Linked DNA regions of Mus musculus: region 2 is linked to region 1. The links are chromatin contacts, called in public HiChIP or PLAC-seq maps. All regions are on one chromosome and are shown on one strand. Each heading gives the region's core, a stretch centred on a gene start, on an enhancer-like site or on the middle of the called end of the contact. The rest is flanking DNA. Distances are from core to core; before and after follow the strand shown. Region 1 has its middle 24 kb from the start of Rnf19b. Region 2 holds the start of Tmem54 (transmembrane protein 54).

What was found. HiChIP or PLAC-seq counts read pairs in DNA pulled down with a chosen protein or histone mark.
Region 2: an HNF4G HiChIP or PLAC-seq map of pancreatic cancer cells shows a contact between it and region 1. The contact joins the promoter of Tmem54 here to the enhancer-like site in region 1. A contact is called at or near these places in 1 of 39 promoter capture datasets (hippocampal neurons), 3 of 484 Hi-C or Micro-C datasets (embryonic stem cells and nephron progenitors), 4 of 115 datasets of contacts at active chromatin or transcription factors (embryonic stem cells and pancreatic cancer cells) and 3 of 9 other capture datasets (adipose tissue, liver and pancreatic islet).

Annotation. Positions count from the first base shown.
Region 1 is chr4:129,031,595-129,037,026 of GRCm38.p6, reverse strand. No RefSeq gene overlaps it. Among named protein-coding and RNA genes, the nearest start is that of Rnf19b, 24 kb to the left of the region's middle. Within about 2 kb of position 3,261, at least 304 of the 459 cell types and tissues checked have an H3K27ac peak or open chromatin away from gene starts, as enhancers often do. A contact at or near this core is called in adipose tissue, liver, nephron progenitors and 2 more, where this site is marked.
Region 2 is chr4:129,102,727-129,108,158 of GRCm38.p6, reverse strand. It overlaps Tmem54 (transmembrane protein 54), which reads right to left and starts at 2,629. Exons shown (of 6, transcript NM_025452.4): 1 at 2,428-2,629. The coding sequence starts at 2,443.

The sequences.
Region 1 (5,432 bases), core at 2,012-4,511:
CCCCCATGTACCCACCTCTCTGCGTGCACAAGGCCAGGAACAGTCGAGTGTGAATGTAAGCAGCAGTTGACAGGGCTGACCAACAGGTCAGCAGATCTGCAGCCCATCCTACCTTGCTCGACGACCAAGACACTTTATAGATGATTGGTGAATCACATCAATACAGAGAGGAAACACTGTCCAGCAGACAGCCGGTCCCCAGAGAACCTTGGAAGCCACAAAACAGTAAAAAAAATCTCCTGCTTAGCAGAGGCTAACCCAAAATCTCTCCAAGCATGAAAGACTGGGCTGGTTAACCAGGCACACCGATGCCCCTCCCCTCCCCCATCCTATGGTCTTCCTGATTCCCCGTCCCTGTTCTGGCAAGACTTCCTCAATCTCTTCCAGACACCACACGCTCATTCCTATTTAAGGAGGCAACTTGTAAGGTTTATTGTTACCAAACAATTTTATTTATTTATTTTTTTAATTTCTAAAACAGACTGTTTTTGTTAAGGCTAAACTCCAGAGTCAGGAAGACCTGGATAAGAACCTGATATGCTTGCTTCTTCTTAGCAGCTTTAAAAGGTAATTTTCCCCTCCACTGAGTGGCCCCAGCTGATGGCTGTGTTTGGCTTGTGACATGGGGACAGTAGCAGAACCTTGGTGGTGATAAATGCAGAGATAAAGTAGATGGTGCTTTTCCAAGTTTGGTCCAGAACCGCAGCATTGATGTCATCTGGGAATCAGCCCCACCCTGACGCAGTGAATCAGAGGCTGGGCATGGGGCTCCACAATCTGCAATCCGTGTTACAACACACCTTCCAGAGAACTCTGGTGCTGTGCTGAGCACAGAGCCCGGTACGCAATTAACTAGGTAACAAATGATCCACCCTGCTGCCACTGATCCACCCTGCTGCCACTGTTGTTAGTGTCCTTCCTGTGAAGCTGACTAAGTTCCCTCTGCCCTTTCCTCTTCATGCCTTACAAATACACTCATGGTCCAATTGCTAATAGGACCAGTTGCCCACACAACTGCCCTTTGGGGACCTATTTCCCAGCCTCTCCTGGCACATACCCAGTGATGTGTTTATGAAAAGATAAAGAGGTTTAAGATACGTTCTATGGGGATGTGGTGAGGTACGGAGGAAGGGGATGTCTCAGCAGGCCCATGCCAAGGCATCCCTTCCCCCTGAGGGACCAGCCACACGATGGTGTAGGATAGAAGAGAGTTTATTCAGGGCATGGGGAGGAGAGTTAAGAGGGTAGTAGAGTCAGAGAGAGGCAGAGAGAGAGAAGTAGAGAAGAATAGACGCCGGCCATGAGCTCGTGGAGGAGGGGGGAGGGAATGGGGAGAGAGGGGGAGCAAGAGAGCAAGAGAAGCAAGAGAAGGAAGTGGGGCAAGCAGGCCCTTTTATAGTGGGTCAGTCTACCTGGCTGTTGCCAGGTAACTGGGGGTGGGGTTTAGATAGAATGCTAACACCCAGGGACAGAGCTCATCATTTCTCTGGGTAGGTTAAGCCCCAGTTCCAGCTTTGCCCACATTTGCATGTCAACCATGTGTGCTCTGTGCAGATCTCCACACTCCGAGGTCTCTTTTCCTCTCACACAGGCCTCTCAGCTGAGCAGACCTGAGGCAACTTTCCTGCATACTGAGCTTCAAATGAAGCCTTGGCTCGGCTGAGGTGTAGGGAGGTGCTGCTTGCTGGGGGAGGAGCTGCTCGCTGAGGAGCAAGAAGCATTTCTGTTTGCCGGGTGGTTTTGGCAACACTTCACCCTGCTGACTCAATCTGGTCTGAGGTCAACCAAAACCCCGGGGCCTTTTTCTCAGGAACTGCAGATGCTTCGGGGGACTGGATCACCCTGTCCTACTTTGACTCGTAGGGCTTATTTCTTAAAAATAACACCACTTTCGAATTATAAGACTGAGCTGGCCTGCTAAGTGTGGTGCCGACTACCTAGAATTCAGGAAACTGGGGGCAGGAGGGTCTCAGGTCTGAGGTCAGCCTGGGCCTTGTCTCAAAAACAAAAACAAAACCATCACCAACAAAACAAAACAATGCCCCCCCACCCCACGCCACAAAAGAACAAAAACCAAAAACCATGCTTGATATAGTAAGTTAGGAAAACACTAAAGAAAAGTAAAACTAACTAGTAATGGACATTATACTTTTTTTTTCCTGACTTAAAAGCAAAAAACTCCTCAAACAAAGGAACAAACAAACAAAACCTCCCTACACTTAAAAATTTTCAATTTTCTTGTGGAAGAAAAACCGGAGAAAATGAAACCAATGTAATAGCCGGGCGTGGTGGCACACACCTTTAATCCCAGCACTAGGGAGGCAGAGGCAGGCAGATTTCTGAGTTCAAGGCCAGCCTGGTCTACAAAGTGAGTTTCAGGACAGCTAGAGCTACACAGAGAAACCCTGTCTTAAAAAAAAAAAAAACAAACAAACAAACAAACAAACAAACAAAAAAACAAAAACAACAAAAATAAAACCAATGTAATAAAAGGATAAGTTCAAATTCTAATGCCTCCGGATATAATCCACATAAAGGGTTTAACAGTGGAAACTTATCCCTCCCCTTGTCTGTAGACTTGGATTTAGGTCTGGCTTCTGTACTTCCTGGTTATGTCACAATCCGTTTAGTGTCTTGGAGCCTCAGTTTGGTCACCTGTATAATGGGGGTGACAATCACTGTTTCCCAGGACTGTGGCAAAGATGGAAATAATGGAAACTAATCTTGCAGTCAGGGTCTGCAAAAAGCTCAGAGTGGGGGCAAGAACTTGCCCTGGCTGACTGCTACTCGCTCTAATCTGGTCAGAGGTAACCTACCTGGCCTTGTTCTGCATCTCGCTACCCTGTTCCTTCTCCTCCCTCTGTCTTGCAGCATGTGTCTGGTGTCTGCATGTTGAGTAGTGACCGTCACTAACCATTTTATGCCCTGCTACTGGAAGCTCTTCCAGGGTAAGGGCCACATACCATCTTGTTCATTTCTCTGCTCCCGGTATCTAACAAGGTGCGCGTGACCTACTATGGCTGCTGAGAAGTGTGGAGCGAGCGAGCAAGGAAGCAAGCATTGGATAATGGGTTGTAGAAGAAAGGAATGAACATTTGGGAGACTGACTGTGACTGAAGGGCTGGCAGGCTGGGTGAGGAGGACCTGCGGATGATGTCATTCGATAGAACCACCCCCCACCCCGGCCCCTCCTACTACAGAGAGGGCCCTACCTCCTTTAACAGGCTTTGTCATAGCAGACAAGGCTCTCTGACATCTTGGGACAGGTAGGCCTAGCTCTCTGGTTACAGTACCTAGAGACGAGGCCTCCGGAAGCCCGGGAAGGAGGGAGTACAGGGGGCGTGGTGGAGCAGGGCGGGGCTGGAGGAGTGGAAACAGCCAGAGTGAGGGATGCCTCCACCCCAAGCCTGACACACTGACTGAATCAGTTGAAGTCTGACTTTGGAATGCAGTTCTCCGTCTGCAGCCCCACCTGTGGAGCGATCACTGGCCAGACTCCAGTCCAAGGCTGACTAAAAATAGTGTTGACTGGAGGCAGCAGTCTGGCTGGGTCCAAGCCCGACAGTGCTTTCGGCGAGCTCTAACCCAGACCTTCGCTTGCTTGCTGTGTGGTCTTATCTGTTTCTGGACCTGGAAATGGGGTGGAGGGGCTGTCTCTTCCTCTTTTTGATTGCTTAGGCAGCATCTTCACTTTCTCCCAGGCAACCTCCAAAAAGTCCCCAAAGCAAAAGCAAAACAAACAACTTGACGCTCTGGACTATTTTAAGTTCACTGAGCAGGTCTCTGAGAGGAACAGAGAACTCGTTGAGAAAAACTGGGGTTACCCTGAATTCGGCTCCAGCTTCAGCTTCCTTACCTATAAAATGACCAGGGATGACAGCTGCTCCCATCCCTGGGGACTAAGGCCTCTGTTTAGGAGGTGCACTGCAGGATGAGAACAGTGTGTCCTCCCCCTAGAAAAGGCTAAATGGCTTCAGAGCCAGCTCTTTCTTCCACCCTCCATACCACAACTTGAAGTCAGATGGGACCTTCTGTGACATTCCTGAGCCTGGTTTGGCCACAGCTAACAAACCAGATCGTGGGGGGGATTCTCTTCGCTGAGGGCCTGGCTGGTGTCAGGGCCTGCGGGAAGGGAGTTTTTAGAGGAGGAAGTGGTTGTGGTCAGACAGAATGATGGAGCAACTTGCTAGGATCTGAGTGGAAACCCCCAACTCCTACCGTGTTCTCATAGTGGGATGTGGGGGCAGACACTGTAGCTGCTCCACCCCCACCTCCATGAGAAAGTACCTGGTGTTCAGTCCAGGTTTCACTTGGGGCCATGTTAGAACAACAACGTAGCTGACCTGGTGAGGCCTCATACCAGCTGCTTGCCATCTTTGGCCAGGGAACCTGCCCCTCCCAAGGTAGTTTTGCATTCAGAGATGGGTGCTATCAGGCAGACCACTCTGCTTTGCTGTTCTGAGGTAAGATGCAGGGAGATGGCTCTTGCTGTAAGCTCCTGGTTTGCTGGGTGTCATGGGAGGTCCTTTCCCTTTCTGGGGGAGTGACAGATGCTCTGGAGTGGTAATAATATTGAGCCCAAGATGCTGTGGCTAAGGCAAGCTATTTTGTAAACCCTGGGCTGTTGGACGGTTCTGTCTAGAGAGGAAGCATTACCGAGGACGGTTGGAGGACTCAGTGGCTGCTCACTGAGGCTTAGAGAGCCTTCTGCACGTACTTCCTCATCAGCTAAGTAGGGCCATTCCCCATCGGTCCCCTTTCCTTTCTCTGTAAAAGAGAAGAGGTATGAGCTCTTCAAGGATCTCAGGCCTCTGACCTGCTCTTGAGCTGTGGCCATGGCGGGTCCCCTTCACCTCTCTGCTTTTAGTTTCTCTGTTTGTCCAATAGGTGTCTCACCCTTTCCCACTTATGGGGTCACTAAGTTTAAATGAGTGATGAGCATAAAGATTTTATTGAACAGAAAAGTGGACGCTAGCCAGATGTGAGGACCCAGGCCTGAACTCCCAGCACTTGGGAGGTTACAGTAGGAAGATGGCAATGTAGAATCTAACCTGGACTACAAGCATAAACTCTGTTTAAAAAAAAAGTGGGAGGAGAAATAGACACGAATGTATGGATGGGTTAGCCTCATGTCTCTGTACACACTGAGAAATTAGAGATGTACAACCCCAACATGTTACTGGAAGAAACCTTTAGAATAATCCCCATATGGCCTATGGCATTTCCATTGTCCCCAAGGACAAACCAGCCCCAGCTTTCACCCAGAATTCTTTGCCACTGGCATTCAGTTCTTCCTCAAGCTCTCCTGCTCTCGTCTCCAGACTTTCATTCATGAGTTCAGGTTCCCAGTGCCCTTATCTTCCGGTCTGACACACTCCTCTTCTGGGGTTCTCTAAATCAGAGGTTGCGTCCGTGTACCCAAGAGCCAGAGT
Region 2 (5,432 bases), core at 1,380-3,879, 72 kb before region 1:
TAGGACATCTGAGCCTCCCCTGTTTCTCTAAAAGCTTCACGGTTGGTGCTTAGTGTGAAATTGGAAAAACGCACAGGAGATCCACACAACTGTCCTTGTTAACTCTTGTGTTCTGAGTAGCAGTGATCACTGAGTCTCCCAGCCACCCAGTCATCCACTCAACTGCTCCATATATAAAAGCGCTCTGTACACCTGTCCCATGCCATGCACTAGGAGAGCCGTGAGCCCAGTATATACTGTCCAGGCCCCGAGGAGCCTGCAGTGCACTGGGCAGGAGTCAGGCCTTGCTCAGCAGTCAGTTCGGTAGATGGAGCCTGGCACACACAGTACTTAATGTGCAGCTGCTAAGTGGAGCTATCGAGAGCCGTCTAGACTCTGCTTCTCTTCCTGGAGAGGAAAAGAGCCCTTGTTTCTCAGTGTGGACAAAGTCCATGGGTGAACAGGAAATCGGGGACCCAGTGCAGGCTGTGCTTAACTGGGGTTGGGACCAGGAGGGACTTTGGCAACAACCACACTTTCTGAGTGGCCAAGTCCTATCCCGTTCACATAGCAGGAAGCCCTCCTCCCCTGAAATGCTCTCTGCTCCAACATCACACATGGCTCTTGGCCATGCCACCTGGATGCCTGCCCCCACCCTGGGCTCTGAGTTTAGCCAGCTCTGAGAAACTGCAAGAGTGTGGTTGGCCCTCAGTTAAGCAGAGCCCTTCCTTCCGGTCCTGCTCCCAATAGGCTCTGACTTTGAGACCCTCCACGTGCGGCAGAGAAATTTAGCCCTGTTCCCTATACGTGAATGAAAACAAGAAACGGCTAAAGAATCATTAAGTGGACATTCTCTGGGCAATTGCAGGGGCCAAGGAGGCCAAGAGGACTCATAATCCTGTATTTAGGAGACTGAAGCAGGAGGATTGTTGCAAAGTCAGGACCAACTTAGTTACAGAGTGAGACTCTGCCTAAAAAAAATAAAATAAAATAAAATAATTATTTGTTTATTTTGGTGGTGTAGCCACTGGTAAGTCGCCTATGTTGCAGTAACAGCCCCCCCCCCGCCACCGAAAAAAAGAAAAATTATTGTAAGCAACCCTAATTAAACTCAGTAACACACAGAGAGAGAGAGAGAGAGAGAGAGAGAGAGAGAGAGAGAGAGGGAGGGAGAGAGAGAGAGACGGGAGGAAGAGCTTTGAGGAGCAAGGAGGAGCCTGTTACAGACTCACTGTGGACCTGGTACCAGCCTGTCCTGTTCAGAGGTAACCCCGGATTTTTTCTGCATAGAGCCAGGTGAGGTTCCCCTAACTGCTCTCCGAGCTCTCCTTTAGCTTGCAGGCCCTGGGACTGTCATCTCAGCAGAGGACAGACCATGGACTGGAAAGGCACGAGGAACTGGAATGGCCTTGTGAAGATGAACAGCTGGCCAAACAGGAAGAGGAATTGCAGCCTTGTTCCAGGGGCCTCCTGGGTCCCACCCTGTCCACCCACCCCATCCACCTACCCATCAGCCAGCCACTACTGGGCTTTGGCTGGGCTCAAGAAACAGCAGCATCTCTGGACCAAGGCTTTGGTCAGACAAGAAGGCTAGGGTTGCTTGCTTTAGTCAGAGCGCCCTAGGCTGGTTTTGGTTCTTCGTTCTCATGCTGGGAACACTGGGCAAGTGGCTGGTGTAGTGCTAAGCGTTTATTAGCAGACCGGAACTTCATCCTGGTCAAGAGGTGGGTGCAACGGTCTTCATTTTACCAAGGAGAAATAGGCATGGCTCGAAAGATGTGTGTGCTGGAGAGTGGGAACGGAACCCCTTAGATCCCAAACAGCAGAGTTTGCCCAGGGCGTGGGGGAGGGGCGCACCAGTCTACTCTGTCAAGATGCTGGCTGACTGGCCTTTCCCTCCAGCTTGGCTGGATGAGAGGAAGGTATGGAAATGGCATCTTTGTAATGCTAAGGAGCCGGGATCCTGGACCCTACATCCACATCCCCATCTCTTCATCTCTCAGCATCTCTTCCCCTACCGGCGGATCCCGAAGCCTATCTAGCCTTGCCCCTTAGAAAGGAAAATAGGGCCAGGAGCTGGGGGTGCCACTGGCCCCACCAAAACCAGGCTTACTCAGAGCTGGGCCTCAGTGCCACAAACCTGGAGCCCCCAGCTGCTGGTCGTGGCGGAAGGAGTTCTAAGTTCTAAGTTAGAGTGAGCTAAGTACTGAGCTCTGGGCTAGTCCCTGAGCCTCGAAATGTTTAGGCTGGTGTGTAGCTCAGTGGTAGAGCACTTGCATAAAGGAAATAAAACCCAGCCGCTTGTCACCCCGCTTCTAAGGAAACTTAGGCTTGAGAGGAAAGTGACCTGAAGCAGGCCAGTACGTGAAGCAGGGTTGGGTGAAGCAGGCGGCTTGACTTCGGGTTGGGGTCCCCCCAGGAGTGGGTCTCCCGTTTGCCCCAGCTCACCTATGCGCAGACACATGTTGATCCCGGCCAGTGGCCCCGCGCTGGTCTCAGCGGGGTCTCGCTTCCATCCTTCTCCTCCGCGGCCTGCGCTCCTCTTCCCGCCCAAGCAGGCTCCTGGCGGCTCCCTTCCCTGCACCCCTCAGTCGCCCAGCCCGGCGTCCTGCGCGCGTTGCCGAGGCCGGTCGGACCGGCTGGGCGACCCCGGGACTGTGCGGCTGAGTCACGGCCACGCCCCTGCTGCTGAGCCAGGCGCCCGGCGCCAGGCCGCCCTCGTTCCTCCTCGCACGCCCATTCCACCGATGGACATTGAGGCTCTAAGGGGTCTCCATCGGCCGTGCTGGGAGCTGGTGGTGTTAGCATGTGAGCGCGACCCCGGATGGTGGTGATGGTGGTGGTGGTGGTGGTGAACAAGACACGGGCACATGGGCCAGGATGGAAGCTGGGAGTGAGCAGGAGCAACCAGGGGTCTGCTTTTTTAATCTACTGTGTGACTTCAGAACAATCGCTTTCCCTCGCTGGGTCTTCCTTTTTCTGGCGGAGGTGCCTCCTGGTCTCAGTCAGGTCTTCCATGTTGAGCAAGGTGCTTTTCCTTTCGGTCTTGGCGGTGGTGGGGTGATCTGTTTGCTCCTTGGAAAATCAAGGGTAATAATTCTTGTTTCCTGATATAAGGAAATGCAGCTATTAAATAAATTAATAAATAGATAGATAAATAAATAAATTGTAGGGATCAATGAGATGGCTCAGCCAGTAAAGTCCCTTAACCCTATAACCCGATAGCCTGATAGCCCCAGTTCCATCCCTGGGACCCACATGGAAAGGAGAGAACCGACTCCTGAAAGTTGTCCTCCGATTTCCACTGGAGCAGAATATGGCACTGACATACTACAGCACAAACATCTCTCTCTCTCTCTCACACACACACAGAGGTACACACACAGAGGCACACACATACAGAGGGGCGCGCGCGCGCACACACACACACACACACACACACACACACACACACACACACACACACACGACAGAGCCTCACTATGTACTATGTAGTCCTAACTGTCCTGGAACTCACTGTATAGACCAGGCTGGTCTTGAACTCACAGAGATCCTAGAATGTCTATTGTGGGGGCTGCCGAGTTGGCATTGGGTTATATCAAGTGTTAGATGGACTCTTGCTTCGTGATAGTGTCCCTGATGCAGACACAAGTCCTGTCCTCCTCCTTTGGGTTCAGATAGCTGGACACTCACATAGGACCATTTAGCCAGAGTGGTGAATAAACAGGTGGAACGCTCCCAGCCACATCTCTGCCAAGTATTCTGCCTTGGCCAAAGCACAGCACCTCCCTGGACCACCGAGGTCTTTGCAGCAGGCGTAACTGGTCTATTCTGTACCAGATCTGTTCTGTAGCCCATCAGCATAGTCTCCATGGACGAGGCTGTCCTGATGTCTACAGGTTCTCAGAGCCTGGTGACTGTGTGCCTATAGTGTCACCTGTAGTGACACCTCCTGTGTGCCTTGTGTCACCTGGATCAGCACATTCAGCTTCTAGCAGCAGGGGAGGGAGCTGAAGCCCCGGTGCTGTGGGCAGGACAACCGCAGGTCAGGCAGGCAGCTCTGGTCATTCCCAGCGGGTTGGTAAGTGGGCTTTCTTATCAGCTGACTTCTGAAGGGGACATTGTGCAATGGCGAAGGATAAGGAGACAGGATGGATGGAAGGGAAGATGGAGGCAGGTCATTAAGCCATTAGCTGGCGTCTTCCCTAGTGGGCATTAAATGTTATGTCCATGGGCATCTTTTAGCGGTCACTTAGCCAGCTGTTAGCCCTATTGCAAATGGCTACAGGCTCATAATTGTAGCCCAGAAACTCTATTTTTGGGTCTTTATCCTGCAAGAGATGTGGCTGTGATGATGTTTGTGGATGTGGGAGCTGTTCCTAATAGAAGCAGGGCACCAGAGTGGTAATGTTGGTAAGGACCTGAAGAAGGGCAGGGAGGCGGTCTGCTCTTTGCTTTACATATAGGTTCTTGCAATCTTACACATTGTTGCAACCTTACACGAAACATTGTTGCAACCTTATAAGAAACATTTATTCATGTCTTGTTTTTGCTGAAAAAGGAAGCCCCCCCCCCAATATGTCCCTCCACCTCTACCCTACCAATAGCTCTCAGATGACAGAGTCTGCCTCCTAGGGCTGCCCTGAGGAGTGCCTGTGGTCACTGCTGTGCTGGGGACAAATCTCAGGTGTGGGAGTACATGGTGTGTCTCTGTCAGTGCAGGGCACCAAGGACAGCTGGAACTTCTGGGATTGGGTTAGGGAGCAGGGCTCTAAATGTCTTTGATAGGGCTGGAGAGATAGCTCTGTGGTTAAAAGCATCTGTCGCTCTTGCAGAGGGGCTGGGTTTCATTCCCATCACCTAAATTGCAGTTCACAGCCATCTTTAGCTCCAGCTCTTGGGGATCTGATGCTCTTTTCTGGCCTTGAAGGGCACTGCATGCATGTAGGCTACATGAACTCATGCAAGTACATGTACAGACACATGGTTTCTTTGCGTCCCTACAACAACAGAGTTATAGATAATCGCTCCATTTTACAGATAAGAAAAGTAAGGGTCGGAAGAGTAAAGGACTGTCCTCCGTTCTTTTTTTTTTTTTTTTTTTTTTTTTTTAAAGATTTATTTATTTATTATATGTAAGTACACTGTAGCTGTCTTCAGATACACCAGAAGAGTGCGTCAGATCTCGTTACGGATGGTTGTGAGCCACCATGTGGTTGCTGGGATTTGAACTTCAGACCTTCAGAAGAGCAGTCGGGTGCTCTTACCCACTGAGCCATCTCACCAGCCCTGTCCTCCGTTCTTAGTACACACAGCACAGTGAGAGCGGAGGCTTTACTCCACGCCTGCCCATGTGGCAGCTCCTGACTTCTGGGTGTGTACTGAAGGATGAAGACAGCCGTGGCTTCCACAACTGTGCCCAAGCCTGGGGCCTGTGAGTTGGGAAGACCATG